Linked DNA regions of Drosophila melanogaster: region 1 is linked to region 2. Evidence: chromatin contacts called from public Hi-C data. All regions are on one chromosome and are shown on one strand. Each heading gives the region's core, a stretch centred on a gene start, on an enhancer-like site or on the middle of the called end of the contact. The rest is flanking DNA. Distances are from core to core; before and after follow the strand shown.

The links. Hi-C and Micro-C count contacts between places; a contact is called where the count stands out from the background.
Region 1: a Hi-C map of the Kc167 cell line shows a contact between it and region 2, with 9 times the contacts expected there. The contact joins the promoter of raw here to the promoter of Trs23 in region 2. A contact is called at or near these places in 1 of 1 datasets of contacts at CTCF or cohesin (the Kc167 cell line), 47 of 107 Hi-C or Micro-C datasets (the Clone 8 cell line, the D17-c3 cell line, the Kc167 cell line and 13 more) and 3 of 6 datasets of contacts at active chromatin or transcription factors (all in the Kc167 cell line).

What each region holds. Positions count from the first base shown.
Region 1 is chr2L:8,738,498-8,742,683 of dm6, forward strand. It overlaps raw (raw,), which reads right to left and starts at 2,163. Exons shown (of 9, transcript NM_080050.3): 1 at 1,888-2,163. The coding sequence starts at 1,916.
Region 2 is chr2L:8,683,827-8,688,290 of dm6, forward strand. It overlaps Trs23 (TRAPP subunit 23), which reads left to right and starts at 2,405. Exons shown (of 2, transcript NM_135403.2): 1 at 2,405-2,666; 2 at 2,724-3,226. The coding sequence starts at 2,492. The coding sequence ends at 3,208. PrBP (Prenyl-binding protein) reads right to left here and starts at 2,129. Exons shown (of 1, transcript NM_135402.3): 1 at 997-2,129. The coding sequence starts at 1,977. The coding sequence ends at 1,522. Hnf4 (Hepatocyte nuclear factor 4) reads right to left here. Exons shown (of 8, transcript NM_164834.2): 7 at 4,063-4,464; 8 at 3,400-3,998. The coding sequence ends at 3,952. It overlaps CG9289, which reads right to left and starts at 550. Exons shown (of 5, transcript NM_135401.2): 1 at 180-550. The coding sequence starts at 524. It also overlaps tRNA:Asp-GTC-1-9.

The DNA of each region.
Region 1 (4,186 bases), core at 913-3,412, 54 kb after region 2:
CACAAACACACGCATTGACAGCCGTGCCCAGATAAGCAAATGGTTGGATAACAAAGGCCTACACAGATAATACCAATCGCAAACACAGGGAAGCATTCGGGTTTGTTTGTATGCGTGAATATTTGCTATAAAGTCGAAAGAAAAAAAGTTTATCGCACGCAAACAAAAACGACCTTCGGTAATGATGCCTTTGTATTTACCTAGCCATATTAATGTCGCGTCGGTTTCTTATTGCCAATTTGCCATTTTAAGGTACAAGTATATTTTCGAAAGCATACACGTTAAGATTCCGTTCTTCTCTTCCTGGGTTTTTATGTGCAACTGCTGCTGCATGATTGTAAATATTTTGGGATTTCATTTTATTTTTCCCTGGCACGCTTATTCATTTCCCGCCTGTTTACATTTTAATTGCTCGGTCAGCACTGGCGTTAAAATTTTTAAATCAAGAAGATCACAAAAGCGTTTTCCCTCGCATTCTCAACATTTGTATCTCTCTTTTTTTCGGTCAGCAAAGTACACCGCATATAGAGTGCCCTACAAAATCTGAGTACTAGTTAAATATTTATTCCAGTGAAATAGACTGATAAAAGGCCAAACAATTAATCTTAATACGCAGAAGTACCGTTCAAGATTGTGGAAAATTTCGAAAATTTTATACGGTGCTCTTAAAACATTCTGAAACAAACTGAAACAAGCGACCTAAAACTTATTTTTAAGTGTATTTATGTTTATAAGCCAAAATAAAATCCTACAAGTTTAAAACATTTTTATTGCTTAGATAATTTATTTACCAAAAAGTTATCACGAATGCAAATATACCTGTGCTGCAGTTACTGCTTCTCCGTAATTGCTTTCTGTTTTGTATAACAACAATAATATTTATTTCATAATATTTACTTTATTTTCCAAACAGTGCATTGTTATTTGGCCGGTAATGTTTACTAATTTGCGTGCTGTTGTCATTGCAAAAAATGTACCAACATGTTACATCTTTGTGCACTTTTGTTTCCGGCTTTGTGACAATTGAGTGCATAAACTTAATTACTGTCAAGATGTCACAACAGCAAGGCAATTGGATGATCGAGTGATATACTATTTGTTTTCAGAGATATAAGGAAACACTATGAAGACTCATTTCATGCTTTATGTGTTCGGGAAATAAAGTTCTTGAACATTTCATGTATACAACACTATTAATTATAGTATTCTCAATTATTCTCTTTTGATTTGTACGTTGTTTACTGCTGGCAGTTTTTTTTTTAAATTTCTTTAAAAATTACGTTTTTTTTTTACCATTCACAACTTTGGCCTCCAACTTAGTGTTTACTCCTTTTCTTGAAAAATGAGGCTAAGAAAGCCTGGGAAAATTACCTACACATCAACAAAGTGTAAACAATGATTTTTGTGAAAATAGACCAAGTTTTTTAACTCGCACACAAAAGCACGGAAATTGGCGAAAGAAACGAATTCAACTAACGGACGAAAAAGCTTAGGTCATTGACCAAAAAAAGAAATAACATTGCAAAGAGCGCTAGACTGCTCAGCTCTCTCTTACTATTTCTCTTTATAGTTCGAACACGTTTTCCAAGTAAAAATCCAACGACGCCACTTTTACCTGCGTTTGTGTGTGTGTGTGCATAGGTGAGTGAGCTCCCCACTCACCTATGCACACACACACGCGAGCGGTACAAAACCATTCTGTTATTTTCCTTGTTTACAAAAGCAACAAAACCAAATTGTTGTTATTGCTTTTGTATTGCTACCAAAGAGGCGCGCTTACGTCATTCATAATATTAAAGCGCAAAGAGAGAGTCTAGAACTACAACAACAGCAATAAGAGCACGAAAGCAATCTGGCACATGCTGTTTTTGTTGGGACTGAAATTACCTGAGGAATAATTTAACCATTTTGTGCATTTTGCGCTCTCTTCTCGACTATTTTGTTTAATCAATTCTTTACGGCAGCTCCATTGTTTTCAGACCGCACTCTCATTTGCGTGGAGCCGATTCACTTGGCACGTTTTAGAAAAAAACAAAACATCCTTTGGTTTATTACTCAGCAAGCATTTGGTTCACTGTTGTCACATTTTAAACAATTAGTTTATTGTATTTGCATTAGGAAACTGTTGGGTTCTCTTTAGATTTCTAAATTCGTCTCTGGTGTGACCAGCTGGTGGAACGGCGAAAATACTATCGAGTATTTGGTAACACTAATGCTTGTACAGAATGTTAACATTTGTGAGTGAATTTTGTAAGTTGGTTAACACCACGTAAAAACTGTGAAACTTATTTAATTAATATATATTATATATTAAAGCATGCTGTCTTTGCAGCAGTGCTGATATCTTTTATAAAAAAACAACTTAAGATGAAAAAGAGGTAAAATATATTGTAAGAGTTCACATTTTCGGTACCTGATTGTTTCCATATACACTTGGGTAAATAAGTACAAAATTCATTTGTCGAGAAAAAGTTACATTGGCACCATTGTATAACAGTTCAAAGTTAATGATGTTTGATGCTGCCAATGTAAATTCTTCAGATAACGAGCCTTGCCATCTTAATAGATTAGGAATACAAGCGTTGCCACCAAAATTTTAACGAACGTATACTCAGTTGTATTCGATGGTTGTTGTCTTGGGTGCATGTAAAAATTAGCAGAAGAGCACTTTTTTGTGTTAAAATTAACATTTCAATAACATTGTAAAATTCTGTTAGGTAACAGTATCACAAATTTAAATCTATGTTATATTTGCTCTGATCTAACTTTTGCAAATTATTCAAGATTATTTTAAAATCCTGACATCGTGGGTATATCTGCATTATTATTAATGAAATGTTGTATTAACAAAATACGGAATGTGGAAATTAGAAAATTTTTTCTTTAAGATAATAGAAAAATTAGTAAAATCTTAATGTTCCCTTTTTAAATGAAAAATGTCTTTTCGAATAGTTCTTATTTACTAAATGTATATAATTTTGATTTGGAAGTGCCACTTCCAAGTGATATCAAGAATTAAGTGCTTGTGGCTAGTCATATCTGAGAAAGTGCATGAAGACTTGTAATACTTTGCCGCCTCTGCTGATTTAAGTATATTTTTAAAAGACAATTAAATGATTTGCCTGCAAGTGTTGCAGTAATGAATGGACCCAGAAGTGTTTGCTTCTTAATTGGCAATTTCCTAATGGCGAAATGCGTTTTGCACCTACTTTAAATGCCACCTTGGCGTATTGTTTTGGCTTAATTTAAATTACCTGTTTGAGTAATGAACAGTCTCAGCCACGGGCTGCAACAATAATAACGCGACTCTCAACTCATTATGCATTGTTTATTGCCACTCAAAGTAGCATTTTCACCCTCTTTCCAGCATTTTCCGAGCACTGCAGCATTACTCTTAATGCATGTGCAACAATAGGAAACTCCACTTCCACTTTTCTTCGCCCACCAACTCTTCTTGTGCACTGATATTTGGCTTTTCGCAGAAACAGTCGGAAAAACAGCAGCCTTTTCCTTAACATTTTCTTGTAAATAAATATCTATTAATAAGAAACTTACATAAATCATTTAAAAGGTGTGTATATATAAAACTATAAATTAAGAATTCGCTATTTATAAATAATTATGAATTGAATAAGTAAATCCCTTAAAATCATTTTGCTAGCAAAAATAGCAATTCAGTTATTGAATGGCCCCATTTTCATCTAAACTGGGATTTTCCCGATAGCTTTTCCTCGCAGCAGTAGGATCAGTGCAGTCACCGGATTTATATTGGCACATCCAGGTGTTCCTGGATGGCAAGTCAAGTCTGGCACTTCATTATGCACATTAAGATACAAGTTCTTTTCGCACTGACGAGGTGGTATCTTAACTTAATTTAACCAACTAGGGGCCAGCGGGCGGTCCTCTGAGGGGGCGGGTTTTCCGTGTGTGCCGCTAATGGGCTTAATAAAAAATGCAACATTTTGATTTAATTTAATTGAAATTCACGCCACTCGAGCAACTCCATTAGGCAGAAACGTGTCCGACGTCAAGGATGCAGATGATGGCAGCGTCGAGGAAATCAAATTACCCAGCGGCAGTGGTTCTAGTGTGCGAAGAGGGAGGCGGGGGTGGTATGCCGCAGGGGGCGGGACTGTGGGCGTGGCCGTTGCCGTGGCTTGTAGCAACTCAAATAAATATTGTCAAA
Region 2 (4,464 bases), core at 1,155-3,654:
CCCGGTCTCCCGCGTGACAGGCGGGGATACTAACCACTATACTATCGAGGACGTTGATACTTTTGAGTCAAATATAATACAAGTTATGAGTGGTTAAATTTACCAACATCAAAGGTCTCAAAAAATAGTAAGAAATGCATGTACCTATTAATCTTGCGATAATAACAATATTAACTCACCCTGAATCGCTCTGCTTTGCCGTAGGGAATGTCCAAGAACTGCATTATCTTCTGCCCTGTCCAATCGGTGGTGAGAGTTCGTCCACGGAGCCTGCCCAAATCAGGAACCGTTGTGGTAAATACCTTTGGCTCTTGACCATTCTGACCCTGTTGCTTGTTGGGCTTCTGTTTCTGCACTTTTTGGGGCTTTGGACGCTTATTTTTCTGGATACCAAAGTTTTGATTTCCCGGTCTGGGCTTCTGCTGCTTCTGCCTATTGGCGTTCTTCTCTGCCAGGCCTTGTGCCACAAAAACGGCAAGAAGGACGATTGCCAGGAGCAGTACAACTCCACTAAACCGCGCCATTATATTATTTCGATCCGCTGCTGTGGGTAGATGGAAGCGAACTGTAAGCTATCCGAGATCTTTGCCCGCCAAGAAGACTTTCTCGCCATCTTCGAGTGACACTTGACCGGGCACGGGTTCTATTTCGAATAAAATGGGGTCAAGTTAGCACTCTCCGCTCCAATCTTCCTCTTAACTTCATGGTTACTTTTCGCGATTCCAATCGCTGAATATTCATCGACACCTAATCTAAATTCAAACTTTGGCAATGTATTGCCGAAAGGCAAGCCCGCGATCTAAATGGGATTATGCTCGTTGACATGAAAGTAAAATAGAGCCAGGCGCAACCTGTTCTACGATTGACCCCTAGGGCATTTTCTCCCACTGAGCAAGATTCACTGAGTATCTCCACACGATGAGATATTGCATTATGCTAATCTCCTTTGGGCCAGACATCTGTATCCTAAAATGGTTCATATAACAACTTTCTTTTAACATCTGTTTATATTTGCTGACAAATTGCGTACAGCTAGGCTATATCTAATACAACGTTTTCGATTGTATGAGTGAATTACTCCTCATACAGCTTCAACAGACTTAAGTAGACTTTATGGATTGGTTACAACTGGTACAGAGATCTATAGATACAATTTATCTCAAATGACACAATGTTCGGCAGCTATTTTTAGTCCATATGTGACAGTCTACAAAAGATTTGTACATAAGCATGCATGTTGCGTTCGAATTCGAGTTGACAGACTCCTTGGTTTATGCAAATTACATTTGTTAATTTTTTATTAATATATTACTGTGGTAAACGTAAAATTAGATTAGATTAAAATGCATTGGACTACAACTAGTTCATAAACGCGCAAACAATTGCATTGAAATGCTGAAGTACTCAAAAGCGAAGTATGCATGTTTTGTAGAGAACATCTTGAAGAACAACCAAAAAAACTTGTGGGTGGACGCGAGAACACCTGGTCGATCAGCAGAACGGCAGGTGACTCACATTTGCCTAAATGTAGTACAGGCGCACAACCGATTTGGTGATGAGTGTCTCGTTGTCGTAGAAACTGGTTTGGATAGTCACATTGCCGTTCAAGACCTTGGCAGGCATCATCTGGGATTCGGGTGCCGCCTCGATTGTCGACTGCCAGGTGTTGGTGGTGTTGGCACCCACGAATCCCATCTCAAAGAACCACTCCTCCATGATGCGGCCCTTGAAGAGCACCTTCTGGTCCAGGCGAAAGTTCTCCATCGACTCGATGGTGCTGAAGTTGATCTCCCGGGAAACGGCACGCATGTCGAGTATTTTCACCGGCACTCGGGCCTCATGCTCCTGGTCCGGTGCCGAGAAGTCCTTGTTCTCCTGCCAGATTATTTTTCCGCTGTCGGCATCCCGCAGAATCATATAGTTGATCTGGAATCCCTTCTGGATCCTGTCCCCGGCACTCTGGTCGTCGGAGCCCATCGGTGGCCGTGGAGGTTGCAAGTCGGTCAATCGGGTGCACTGCCAGGTGGGAGCGCCTACGCGTTTACGTATACTTTCGGGCAGAAAATCAATTATGTTTATTTTTAATTCTAATGCCGAGACAGCTGTTCGGCCGTGAACTAGTTAAATGAACGCGATAGGCAAGATGGAATCAGTTTAAAGAGCTACTCCGCCCTGGTAGAACTAGATTTTTGGTTGAACTTGTAAATATTTTTTAAGTATTCTTAGTATTCTGGCTAAAGAGTTTACTTCCCATTTTATTCCTAAATTTTAAATAATGCTTCTTATAATAATTTAATGGTTTATTTATCCTAATAATTATAATTTCTTCGATGGACCCAACTGTTAAGGCGCAATGTTAATGTACTGTTAATGGCAACTAAGCCGGAACTGGAACTGGTTCCGCGGCAAACAGCTGGCTGGCACTACCATCGCTAATTCGCATAAAATATAAAAACATTCCTAGGAAACTTAGAATTAGTAATAGTAAGAAATGATTATATATGGCGTCTATATAGTTAGTAAATCGGGTGGCCTTATATTCAACCTGGACAACAATGTGCCACGCATTGAGCACGAGAAGACCTTTACATACCCTCTGGACTTGGTGCTGGACTACGATTCCAAGAAGGTATCGGTCTCGTTCAACAGAAAGGATGGAATAAATGGTGGGTGTGTCTGTGAATTTTAGAAACATAACCACCTTAATATATGCTTACGAACAGTGGGCCATGTCCTGGTGGCGGTCAACGGTATGCCCGTCAATGGAGTCACCCTGGATGATGGACGCGATGTGAGGACGACACTGGATGCACCGGAGAACTATCCCATTAACCTGAAGTTCAGCCGGCCAAAGATGACCACCAACGAGAAAATCTTTCTGGCCAGCATGTTCTACCCGCTGTTCGCCATCGCCAGCCAACTGAGTCCGGAGCCCAAGAGTTCCGGCATCGAGATCCTAGAGGCGGACACTTTCACGCTGCACTGCTTCCAAACGCTGACCGGAATCAAGTTCATTATAATCTCGGAAACGGGTCTCAATGGCATTGATCTGCTGCTGCGAAAGGTTTACGAGCTGTACTCAGACTACGTGCTCAAGAACCCCTTCTACTCCCTGGAGATGCCCATTCGATGCGAGCTCTTCGACAACAAGCTCCAAGAGCTCCTCGCCCAGGTCGAGAAGACGGGCATTAGCAATATCGATAAATAAACGTTAGTTAGTCTTTGTAATACGTTATTGAATTTTTTCTATGCAGGATCAGGGTTACGTTCTAAGTGGGAGCATAGGAACATATATCGCTTTATCAGTTTGGATATTTAAAGTTGTTGCTGAAAGAGATGGCATAAATTATAAATTATAGTAATATTTATTACTAGTAAAAATGCCGCAGTAAACGATTTACATTCATATTCTCCAGTGTTTATTTTGATTTTGTTTATTCATTCAGCCATCTTAGAAATAGTTTGTATATTATACATATTCATATAAAAATAGTTCTTTGTTTAAAATTAAATATATATTACACTTTCAGCATAATCTAGACAACACCCTAACCTAAAACAATATATTGCATGGCCTTATATGAATGTTTTGTGATCCACGCACAAGTATAAGATAACCAAATAACCAACAAACTCAGTACATGCTAAATGGTGTATATATATAGTATAATTGTATATAATAAACTTCTTGAGCAAAATATGACTCCAAAAATATATTGCAACTGCGTTAAACATTAAAAATTAAGCAACAATTTCCAAAATACCTACTTAGGACTAATAAAAAGTATCAAAATGGTTCAAGGCATAACAATTAAGTAAGTTCTTCATTTCAATTTCATCTCTATATAGCACTTGGTGGGGAGTACAGCAAGAGAGGGCCTGTATGTGTATGGGTTGTGTGCTTAAGGGGTGTCCTATTGCAAACTGCATATTGCACCGTTCGTTATTCTTCTAGTAACCAGTCTCTGGCTCCTGTTTAAGTGTCATGCGACAGGGTTCTGAAATAGTATATAAAATATATTATTGAAATGTCTTCTTGCTTCGAATCAATCTACTACGCACCCGTTCCATAACCAGCGGGTGCGGTTAGCATCTCGGGAGCCCGGATCTTCAGTGGAGTTCGTCGCAGCAGCTCCTCGGCACTGCTACCCTCGCTCCGGTTGTACTCGTTGAGCGTAATATCGGCAGGATTGCGCAGACCCAATCCGCCGCCCCCGCTGGACACTTCGACCGGCGAGGCGACTGCTCTTTGGTAGGGATGCATCCTCTGGGGACTGTGCTGTGTTGGCAGCGGTCCGGACCGACTGCCATTGTAGTGCTTGACGGGCATGTCCAAGTAGGAGCTCTCCTGTTGTTGCTGATGCGTCGCATGTTGCTGATGTTGATGTTGTGACTTGGGGCTGTTGAGCGGAGGAGAGATCGAGGCTGGAGCAACGGATGCGGGTGCAGAGGAGGAGGACGAGA